Regions from separate parts of the Mus musculus genome. Here regions 1 and 2 are each linked to region 3. Evidence: chromatin contacts called from public promoter capture Hi-C data. All regions are on one chromosome and are shown on one strand. Each heading gives the region's core, a stretch centred on a gene start, on an enhancer-like site or on the middle of the called end of the contact. The rest is flanking DNA. Distances are from core to core; before and after follow the strand shown.

Region 1 (3,663 bases), core at 410-2,909, 2.4 Mb before region 3:
GGAGGCAGTGTGCAGAGCTCACCTGAGCAGCTAGCTGGGAAGCCAATGTAGCAGGAGCAGAGGTGCGGCCAGTCTGGGCTACGTGGCAAAGTCTCATCTTAAAAAATTTACAAATAATATTCACTAAACATTTTTATAGTTAACCTTTGTGTATTTAATTTGGGGCAAAATGTTTTCCACATTTAAAAATTCATCGTCATCATCAGTGAAAAAAACCACTACCAACTTCTAGTAAACAGAGCTTAAAGACAGCTTGCACCCAAATGCAAGAGGATTGACTGAGGCCGCCCCACTGTGCTTCCAATCCATGTAAAATGCAGGTAGGTTCAAATGATAAGGAATAATTTGGACTTGATACATTTTCAGTCCTTAAAAAATGTTTTTAAGCCTGGGAAACGTGATGGCAGTGCACGCCTTTAATCCAAGCACTCGGGAGGCAGAGGCAAGCAGATCTGAGTTCGAGGCCAGCCTGGTCTACAGAGTGAGATCCAGGACAGCCAGGGCTACACAAAGAACCCCTGTTTTGTACTAAGCCCTATTAACACAGTTTTTCTAGTTGTACTGGTGACACGTTTCTCTCCACTCTCACTCAAGAGACATACAGCTTGTGGAGCAGTAAGTTAAGACCTAAATTCCTTATTCACAAAGGGACAAAGCCTACAAGGTTGACTCACACTAAAAGAGAAATGGAATGTTTTTAGCATTCTATTTTTAGTTGGCTTAGTTTCTAATTTTAATACCTATTTTCTAGCACTGACTTAGGAAAACTTTCTGTAGCAGGCACTGAAACATCATCTCTAGAAGACTAACTGTAATGGAAGATTATGATGGAGCATGTATCAAAACAAACTCAAGAACAAGATGACACACAGCCTAGGTTTCACATATGCAGTTATAAATTTGGTCAGATAGTCTACAGATTTTAATCAAGTATTTTAGCACATTTTAGCAGATATTCTGTAAAATGCTAGCAATGATGATGTAAACACACACACACACACACACACACACACACACACACGGCTATGGAGATGCTCATCTGCTGAGGGGGCCATGAGCAGATGCTTGCTTACCTCACTGGTGGTCTGTGGCCCTATCACTTGCATGGGAGTCTTATTATACATACAGGACATCTGGCAGGTCCTTACACAGTCTCATGTGCAAGTGCTAGTTTTTAAATTTAACTTCCTTCTGTAGCAGAACTTCATTTAAGATCCACGGCTAAATATATATTTCAAATGAAGTTATTAAAAAGTAATTCTGATGTCAAACCATGTTCAGTTGCTTTTGAGATAATATTAAGCTAAATTTTAAGGGCAAAAAACCTTGCAGATTTCATTTAAATTCTGCCTCAGTTACTATATTAATTGTTATATGTATATAAGTCAGTCTACCATTTACACCAGAGAAGAAAAAACACTCAAAGGGTTCTTTCTGCTCAAAGCAATTTTTTGTTCAAAGAAATCTTGGGTCACAGAGGAGGAAAGTCATGGCATACAGATGATCTTCCCAGTTACTTAATTCTTTGACTTAAACAGGGCCTTTTCATAGTTCGTGCCAGGAAGTCCAAAATAACTGCTATTCTGTGACACATTAGATGGCTGTATGCTAACTACCAGTTCGCACTGTAGCTCCAATCTTAAATATACAGAGACAGCACCCAGCGGCTGTTCAGACACCCAGGGCAGCGTTCTGCTGCTGTGAGTGTGGCAGCCTCTCTAGGTCACAGTCATTGTAGAACAGTGACAGAAGGGTCTCAGAACCAGGTCAAACCAGATGCCTTGCAAGTTTATTCCTAGGCCAGTAGTTCATGACAGCATGAGAGAAAGAAAAGAACTGGTGGTTTTACAATCACTAATCTATTTATGAAAAGCAATTTATATCACGGACTTGTGCTTAAAGCAAAAAGCAAGTCCAAAAGCTTTGCTTTTGGGAATTATTTACACAACTTGAAAACAGCTGCCCTTTGGACATTAGTTCAACCTGCATCCTGCTCATCTATATTTGAATGTAATCAACTTTAAAGAGCCTTAGAAAAACTATCCTTAAAAAGCTCTTACCTTGAGCTATTTTTTATTGGAATACAGTAGTTTATTAAGACTGTAATCATCAAGTGCAATCCTATGGTATCCAAGTTGTTAGGAATTACTCAAAGTTAGCACACACTGGAGATCACAAGAAGAAATCCTTAGTCTCACCACTGAGACAGGCGTCATCCACTGTTCAATGTGATGTTCTCCCCCTTCTCTCTGACAGATCTGGGTATTTTGCCCAGGTTGCCTGGAGACCCTCTCAACTCTGCTTGCCAAGAGCTGTAGGCACAGGCATGTGCACTCCACCCTGGCCACAGCCCTCTTCCAATAAGCTTAATAGGAAGTCAGTTATATATATTCATATAGTGCCCCCTTCCCTGCAAAGCACCCAGCATGCTTATAACTAGGTAATTACAGTCAATTATTGCCCTTTGACTGACGATTACTTCCTTTATTTGACTTTTCCAAGAGCCCAAGAATTCCAGTGTCTGGGTCAGCACACACTCGCTGACAGATGAAAAAGTAGTAATGAGCATATATCTGCTTTGACAACCATAATGAAGTTTAGGGCATGTAACAAAAGCATACAGAGTAACACATATTTTTATAAAGGAAAATTTAAAAGGTGAATGTTAATGTAAATTTTCACATCTTAACAGCTTAAACATGCAAACAACAAAGCCTCCAAACTCTTTGTGAAAAATGTCATCAACATATTAGACTCTGAAGGAGGAAGCAGTATGGAGAGGAGAGGAAGCCCTGTGAACTGAGACATGTCACAGTGATCTGAGGTCACATTTACCAGTCACTGAGACTTGTGGACTACAACCAACAGTTTTTCCTCTCAAGGCCTAAAGGTCAGAAGGTTTAAAACTAGGTGAGATCTTTCTAAAGCTTTGAGAAATGGGTGTCTGACTGTAAGGCCGAGAAAGCAAAGGTAACCCACATAGTCACTCATAGGCACCAAAGAAATTAGGGTAAGGGGTTACCAAATTCTCACCTTCTTCCTGTTAGGCAGTCAAATAATTCTCTCCAAATAGCAGAGAATGCTCATTAATTTCACATTAGTAAATCCAGGAAGTATTTCTGCAGGACTGTAGAGTCCAGAGTCACACAAATGCTTGGCAAATGCTCTACTAAGAAACTATATCCCCAGTTCCCTTTCTAAGTTTTATTTTGAGACAAGGCCTCTTTGTTCACACTAACCTTAAATTTGTGGCCATCGTCAATGATTACAGGACTGCATAACCATACCTGGTAAATCATGTCTCTCCCTACATAGCCCTGGCTCTCTTGGTACCCACTGTGTAAGACCAAGCTGGCCTTGACCTCTCAGAGATCCGCCTGCCTCTGCTTCCCAAGTGCTGGGATTAAAGGTGTGCGCCACCACACCCCACTACAACATTTTTCTTTTTTAATTCCATCTTTCACACACACTAAAGAGAGAAAAGCAGAAGCACGGTTGCTGGAAAGGCGAGCCCGCTGAGCTTACCTGCTGACTGGCTACTGCCATCAAACAGGTCAACGAGGTCCCCCGAGGACTTGCTGCTCGGCACCGATGGCTGAAACAGCGGAAACAGTGAGCAAGGTTAAAAGACCTCCAGTGTCAACCCCCAATTTTGACAGAAAT
Region 2 (3,452 bases), core at 843-3,342, 2.3 Mb before region 3:
AACTACTTTTGAGTCACCCCATGCCCTTGGCCACGTGGCTGGAACTTGTCCATCACAGGTAGCATTGCACATCTGGAGAAGTCAGCATTGCACGTCGGAAGAAGTCAGTATAGGCACGAGGAAAGAAGCTTAGCAATCAGAGCTTTCAAAATCCATTTACTTCATGCTCCAAAGTCCTGGGCTGGAACTGACAGCCACTTCCTCCCTGGTTTCTGTAACGGTCAAATAATAGTGCTGAGCCATTAAGCCTTTCTGAGGCTAAGATTCCCGTTTCAGGTAGACTGTTAAGAGAAGCCTGCAAAAAGACTTGACTTCAGTGTAGACCTTTTCTTTCCAGTCCTGTGAATAGTTAGCAGCACAATACCTACCCGTGGTACCTGGAGTCTAAGTATAGTGATCTGAAGTGGAGAGATATTTAAGAGGAGGGTCCTTTAGAGGTAGAGCAAAAAAAAAAAAAAAAAAAAATCCCCGTTCACGTTCTCTGTTCTAAGAACTGGGGATAAGGATAATGAACTCGTCTGGGTGGGTGCAGGCCAATTAGTCCAAAGTCTGTAAACCTCCCCAGTCTTATCAGGGCTTTACTGCAGGTGGAGAGTGGGCAGCCCATTCTGGTGACTTTGCATGTGAAATTAATTGCCCTAGAAATGTCGGGAATTTGATCTTCCATCAAATTTGCCAGCCCTTTAGATCCCTTGACAATCTTTGACTATTTGCATCTCAAGGTTAAAGCAGGCTGTTGCTTTCTGGATGCTAATCAGCTGTGAAAACTTTTGATCTTCTCTGGAAAACACACACAGACACAGACACACAGTCACAGACAGACAGACAGACAGAGACACACACACACACACACACACACACACACGCAGAAACACACCCTTTGCAATGGACCTCTTCAGAGAGTTGGAAAGGGGAAGGTGGCTTTGCTGGAAGTGCACTGGTTTCGTTTAGCAGTTGTTTTCATTCCTTGTAGGGCTCAGTGAGAGCCTGGAATATCCAGTAATATTTGAGTTCCCTCTACCAAATGCAGTGAGGATTTTGTGTGTTTCTCCACGATAAAATACCCATTTCAAAGAGGGCAATGGGGCAGTTTAGTGCTGCATGGGCAAGCCCTCCCCCCCCCCCCCCCCGTGTTCCACCCCCACACTGCAAAAACAAATAACAAGTACAAAAGAATGCCCTCCCCCAAATTCTCCCTCCCCCGAAAAGTTCTAGTTTTTAGTAGCTTAGAGATTCACAATAAACTTCACAAACACCTTTTCAAAGGAGATGGGAGTGGAGTGGTTAAGAGACTTATAGGTGTTTAAGGGGATGCTATCCTACTGTGGTATTTTAATGGCACTGCGTTTTTGTCAGTAGGGGTTGGGACAAGTGTCCTATTGCTACCTTACACACCTAACTGGATACTGGATACTTTGCAGTGAGTGACATTGTCTTTCTAGGACACAGTGTTTTGCTATATAGCCCAGGCTCTCTTCAAACCTTTCTGCACCCTCACTGCTGTTCTTTCTCCCCAACTTCAGCTTTTACCCTCCCCCCTCTCCTTTTATTTATTTATTTATTTTTGAAGCGAGATCTAATGTAGCACAGGCTGGCCTCAGCTTGCTCTGTAGTCAAGGATGACCCGCAGTTGCTGATCTTCCTTCCTCCACCCCCCCCGCCCCCCCAATGTGAAGGGAATTTGGGTTCCTTTCAAGTTCTCAGTCTCACTCATACAAAGATTTAAAAACAGACTCAGAAGGGAGTTAGAGGACAGTTAGAGATCCGGAGAAAAGTGGCTGAGTAGTCAAGGGTAAATGTCAAGCAGCTACTGAGAGGAAGGAGAGAGAGGGGAGCAGAGAAAGTCATACCTTTTTGAGTTAGGGTCCGAGACAGCTGGGTGATCAGCGATGGAGGGAGGGCTGTATAAAACTGCATGGTAGATGGGGGGGTGGGGTGGGGGCTTCAGAGAAGTAGTCTTGCACCGAGCTCGAGGGCAAGCAAGCTCACCCAGGCTTTTGGCCAGCATCGACAGAGATAAAAGAAGAAACACACTTGGCGCAGGGCTGCAGATCCAAGTTTAGAGGCCATCTTATTTCGGGCTCTTGTGGTCTAGGGCACCAGAATGATTGGGCCGAGGACACGTGGTTAGAGACAGAAATATAGTTTATTAAGGAAGGGAAACCACTGCCCAGAACAGAAGTGGGCTTGTGAGTGGAGAGAACAAGCCACAGCAGGGCGAGGTGCAGAGCCGATTACACGGCATTTCTATGCTTTTCTCCAGCACGCTTTCTTCATGGGAAGAAGTCCAGGTTTGGAAGGGTTTCCAGTCTTCCAGCATAGTGGTCTGGAGCATGCTTTGTTTCTCCTGCGATCCCCAGGGTGGGGAAAGACTTCCTTCACTCTGAACATCTTCTTTGGATGTTCATTTTAATGTTTCAGACTCTAGGCTCTTCTTTCCAGCCACACAAGTGTTGAGAGTACAGGCATGTGTTACCACCACACCCACCTTCAATATAATGAGTTTATTTTATGATCTAATTGGGGTATTGTGTGTTTGCACTGCTGAGGTTAGAACCCAGGACCTCACACATGTAAACCAAGTACCTTAGCACTGAACTATGTCCTTGCCCCACTCCCTGCCCTACTTTCCTGAATGCTTGGGTTAGATACATCAGTACTAATCTCTCACTTAGATCAGGCTCCCTTGATGGTGGCATTATTAATATTTGGGGCCAGATTACTGTGGGCTGACTCTGCCCTGTGTGTCCCTGGCCTTTATTTACTAGATACCAGTTAGTATTTTCAATAGTGAAATATCTGCCCAGATATTGTCACATGTCCCTTAGGGGTGAGGTTGCCAATTTAGCAAATACAAATAGAGACTGTCTAGTTAAAATAGAATTTAACTAAGGAAACAGCAAACAATTTTTATAAGTATAAATTCAGCTGGATGGACTCTACAGGCTCAGGCAGTCTACTGGGATGAAGTGTGTGCAAATTCCCCCCCACCCCCATGTTTCTTAATGGTTCTTCTAGATAAAAATTTGCATGCACCAGTGATCTCATATTATTAACCACTTCATGCTTGTGATTTTGCCCCACTCTTGGCTATTCAAGTCCTCGTGTACTTTCCAATTCAACTATGTCCCTCAGTCAGTCCTCATGGTACTTACCAATGAGCATTATTGGCCTTGGGCACAAGAGGAAGTAGAACTACTTAAAGTATAAGAAGATGAAGTGAGACTTAGTCACAAACCAAAACCAGGCAAGGCAACTCAGGATGATGTCTATGCAAGCACTGTCCTTCCACAAATGATGAAGGACCGAGCCAGCTAGGCATCGGAGACACTCTGCTCCTCCAAGATCTCCACAAAAAGTCAGGCCCAGAACTTAACACAAGGTCCTCACCTTGCCAGTTGGTTAGCAGATATTTCTGGGTAGTGGCTATGGTAGCCAGGGGCTGGCACAGT
Region 3 (3,802 bases), core at 238-2,737:
AACTGGCAGGGGAGTTTGTGTTTTCTCCCTTAGCTTTCTAGTCTGCAACCTCTTTCGGTTAAGGCTAGTGTGTCTTTTCTTTCTCTCGTTTTGAGACAAAGTGTCCCACTGTGTAGCCCTGTGCTTCCTGGAGCTCCTCCTGACGCTTCAGTTGACCTTGAACTTGTGGAGATCCTTCTGCTGTCTCCACAGTGCTAGGACTGCCCCCAGGCCAGACTTTTAAATTTCATTCAGTTCCTGCCTTAACAATGAATTCCCACCATCTACCTAATATTTCTTTACACCGAACTGTAACTTTACTACGTTTGCATAGATTTATTTAGGCATCTGCTTTACCACTGAGCTATGCACTAGTCTAGTAATTATATTTTAAAAGAAATTGCTACAACATCATTACAATGATAGGGAAAATCAGCATTATGTATAGTAGGTGGTATTATGTGTCTTTGAATTACACACTGTAATGGATACACAGTATTTTTTTTTTAATCCATTCTTGTACCATGTAAAGTAACCTCGGGAGGAAATCCAATGGGATACGAACTATTCTTCATTTAGGTGGCTGGTGAAAAACCGACTTCAAGTTCTTGGATCTCCAGGTCCTTTGCCTGGAAGAAGACCACACTCCCCATGAAGGTAAAAGAGCAGGCGCACAAATAAAAGGGCACCAAGAGTGCTGAGTTCCCATGCGGGGCATCCTGAAGACACCCACAGGAGACCGAAAGTGACTTTAAATACCCAGTCCTTGCGAGTGACAAGGGCGGGGAGGAACTGACCTTCTCGCGCAGAGTGCAGTGTACGTCCGAGGCGACGCGCCCTTCCCACCACGGCTCATCCATCACCGCCGCAGTTATGAAGCTACCGGGATCTCGGGGCGCACCCTGCGAGGACACCAGGAGCTTCAGCGATCGGAGACTCTTCCTTCACCCTGCCCTCAGTGACCCTGATCCTCCTCGGTCCCTGTCCCAGTCCGGGACGGGCGCCCCCTCCTGCCCTGCACCGTGGAGCTGGCTGTCGCCCGCTGTCCTGAAGAGCCAGCAGTGTCCCCGCTCCCCTCCCTCCGCCCGCCCAACCTGGGGCTATCTGGAACTGTGTGCAACAACTTGCAGAATATCCAATGTGCCCCTCTGCAAAAGTTGCAAAGTTGCGGGCTGTAGTAGCTCTCCCAGGGCTGGCTGGGTCACTGGCTCAGAGTCCCCAACTCCTCCCCCGCCGCCTAGCCTTTGTCCTGCTCGCACATCCTGCCCTCGAGCCGGGGCCAGACTCACGCATCGCTGTCCCGGCGTGGGGGGCCGCGGGTGGTGGGTCCCTTCCCGCACCGGGTACGTAGTGCCCTCCGATGGCCGCCCGGTCCCTGGCCTCGCGTGCTCGCGACCGCTGCCTCTGCAGCCCGTCCCGCCCGGCCACCGGCGCGCCCCTGCGTGCGCTCGGTCCCGCCGCGGCTCGCAGTTCGGGCCGCCGGGGGCCTCCCTCCCTCGCTCGGGGAATTGGGGGCCGGGCCTCGCGCATGCGCCGCCAGCACCCCGCGCCCCGCGGGGCGGGGGGCTGGGAATGGCAGTCTTTCTTTCCCCGGCGCTGAGCTGCGCTTCCTGCCCACCCTCCTCCCTCGCCCGGGCAGAAAGCTAGGCTTCACCTTCCCTGGGACTCTGGGGGCGATCCCCAGTGACCCTGCCCCCTTGATCCTGGAGCGCGGGGGACGCGGCGCCACCTGCGTGTGCCGCGCGTGGATCCAGCGGCCAGGACGCCCCCAGAAAGTTCTGACTTCCGCATGCGCTGCTCCTGCCAACCTGCAGACGCTTCCACCTGTCTTTCTTTCTTTTTCAGCCTGCCCTGCGATGGGGAGGTAGATTTTCAAACAATTCCCACAGGAGCCCCAGAGAAGACACCCTTGGATACGCACGAGTTCCTCTTTATAAAGAGGGCTCAGTGAGTATCTTATTGTACTCTTAAGCGTGCATCCATGCTGAGCATTGCAGGGAAACAGTCCTTGTGGCAGGTTGCGGGATAGAAAGCCCTTTTAATTTACTTGTTTTCAGAAAGGCATTTTCTGGAGCCTGCAGTATAATGGCATAACATCCTGCTGTGCTGATTTTTGTGAGCCCTTTGGTGATCCCACTAACTTAAAATCAAGTCCACCAACTACCTGGGTGTTTTTGTTCACCCAGTGTCTTAACCACTTAGAGCTTGGCTTTAGGTAATAGAGGGATACAAACTACAATAATCTGCTGGGGATACATTATGATTAAATGAGAAAGGACACGAAAGAGGATTACCACTAGGCCCGTTAGAAAGTCACCAGTCAATAAATAATTACACGAAAAAGACTTTAGTTTCTGCCTAGTTTTCTACAAGATAGATATTTGTTGTGGTTTGAGACATGGTTTTTCTGTGTAGCCCCAGCTGTCCTGGGACTTGCTCTGTAGACCAGGCTGGCCTTGAACTTGGCGATCTGAGGGAGGTCTTGTAGGACTACAGAGTCCTGTGAGCTGGGACTAAAGGTGTGTGCCACCATCATCAAGCCGCAAGTAAAATTTTACGGGTTAAAAATACAATTTAGTTTTGAAAGGCTACTATAGTACTGCATACCTGCGACATTAGCACTCAGAAGGCTGTCTGTAGCTTAAGGGTTAGGAGTTCAAGGGCAGCCTGAGTTACACAGAAGTTTGAACCCTGTCTAGGCTGAGGGTTTTTTGTTTTGTTTTGTTTTGTTTTTCTATGTTTTTTTTTTTAGCTTTGATGAACTTGTACTGAAAAGAAGTTTTAGCATTTATGAGCCCTCATAAAAATTTAAAAAATACCTGAGATTAAACAAATGTGATATATATGCAATCATGTATGCATATCTTTAGATCAATGTGACCTAAGACCTTCATGAAGAATCAGATGCAAAGCATGGACAGGCAGGCCATCAAAGAAAAAAAAATCTCATGCCCTATTCACTAACAAACAGATACAAACAGATACACAAGTAGATACACAGATACACAAACAGATACATAGATACAAACAGATAACAAACAGATACAAACTACAATTTTAAAAGCTGGAGCAGATCTTTATCAAAGATGTTTTTAGTGTTTGTTAATGTTTTCGGTTGGCATACAAGGTAATGGGTTCCTTTGTGGCATTTCGCACCTATGTGTCCTCATAGTTTGTTCTCAGTCATCATCTCTCCCCTACTGCCAAGGGACTCCTAAGGTGGGTAAATATACAACCTTCTTGGGAATGCAAATGCCATCTTTCTGAAAAACAACATAAATCAACAAGTTTCAAAGTATCATTGCATCCAACTACTCCACCTCCTAGAGTTTGAGGTCAGGTTGGTATCCATAGTGAGTTCTAGGCCAGCCAAGGCTTGCACAATGAGACCTCATCTCAAAAAAGAAAACTCGGACCGCCCCCCCCCACACACACACATCACCACGTGGGCAGTGGCCACACACACACACACACACACACACACACACACACACACACACCACGTGGGCAGTGGAATTGGATAAGGATGATCTTCTTATGACGTTTTTTGAGAGGAATGAATATGTAATGAGTTGGGGGTAGGGTAGCAGTCACAATATTGTAAGTAAGCAGGAGATGAGAAGAGGGTTTTACTCTTTCCAAGCATCTTTATTCACACACAAAAGAAATTGAAAAATAACCATAAAAGCATTGACTATAATCAGAGTGATAATTATGGGGGGAGCAAGGAAAAGGAAGGGAAGGGGAAGGAGGGAGGGAGAGAGGGAGGGAGGGAGAGAGGGAGGGAGGGAGAGAGGGAGGGAGGGAGGGAGGGAGGGAACGG

What was found. Promoter capture Hi-C pulls out the DNA fragments that hold promoters and counts their contacts.
Region 1: a promoter capture Hi-C map of liver shows a contact between it and region 3, with 4 times the contacts expected there. The contact joins the enhancer-like site here to the promoter of Ccnjl in region 3. A contact is called at or near these places in 5 of 39 promoter capture datasets (the 3T3-L1 cell line, hippocampal neurons, liver and 1 more) and 2 of 115 datasets of contacts at active chromatin or transcription factors (astrocytes and embryonic stem cells).
Region 2: a contact with region 3 is called in a promoter capture Hi-C map of liver, with 6 times the contacts expected there. The contact joins the promoter of F630206G17Rik here to the promoter of Ccnjl in region 3. A contact is called at or near these places in 3 of 39 promoter capture datasets (liver and pre-B cells).

What each region holds. Positions count from the first base shown.
Region 1 is chr11:45,894,992-45,898,654 of GRCm38.p6, reverse strand. It overlaps Clint1 (clathrin interactor 1), which reads right to left. Exons shown (of 12, transcript NM_001045520.4): 8 at 3,526-3,595. Among named protein-coding and RNA genes, the nearest start is that of Clint1, 45 kb to the right of the region's middle. Within about 2 kb of position 1,659, at least 8 of the 459 cell types and tissues checked have an H3K27ac peak or open chromatin away from gene starts, as enhancers often do. A contact at or near this core is called in liver, where this site is marked.
Region 2 is chr11:45,806,723-45,810,174 of GRCm38.p6, reverse strand. F630206G17Rik (RIKEN cDNA F630206G17 gene) reads right to left here and starts at 2,092. Exons shown (of 4, transcript NR_045876.1): 1 at 1,851-2,092.
Region 3 is chr11:43,526,434-43,530,235 of GRCm38.p6, reverse strand. Ccnjl (cyclin J-like) reads right to left here and starts at 1,487. Exons shown (of 6, transcript NM_001045530.2): 1 at 1,269-1,487; 2 at 777-881. The coding sequence starts at 839.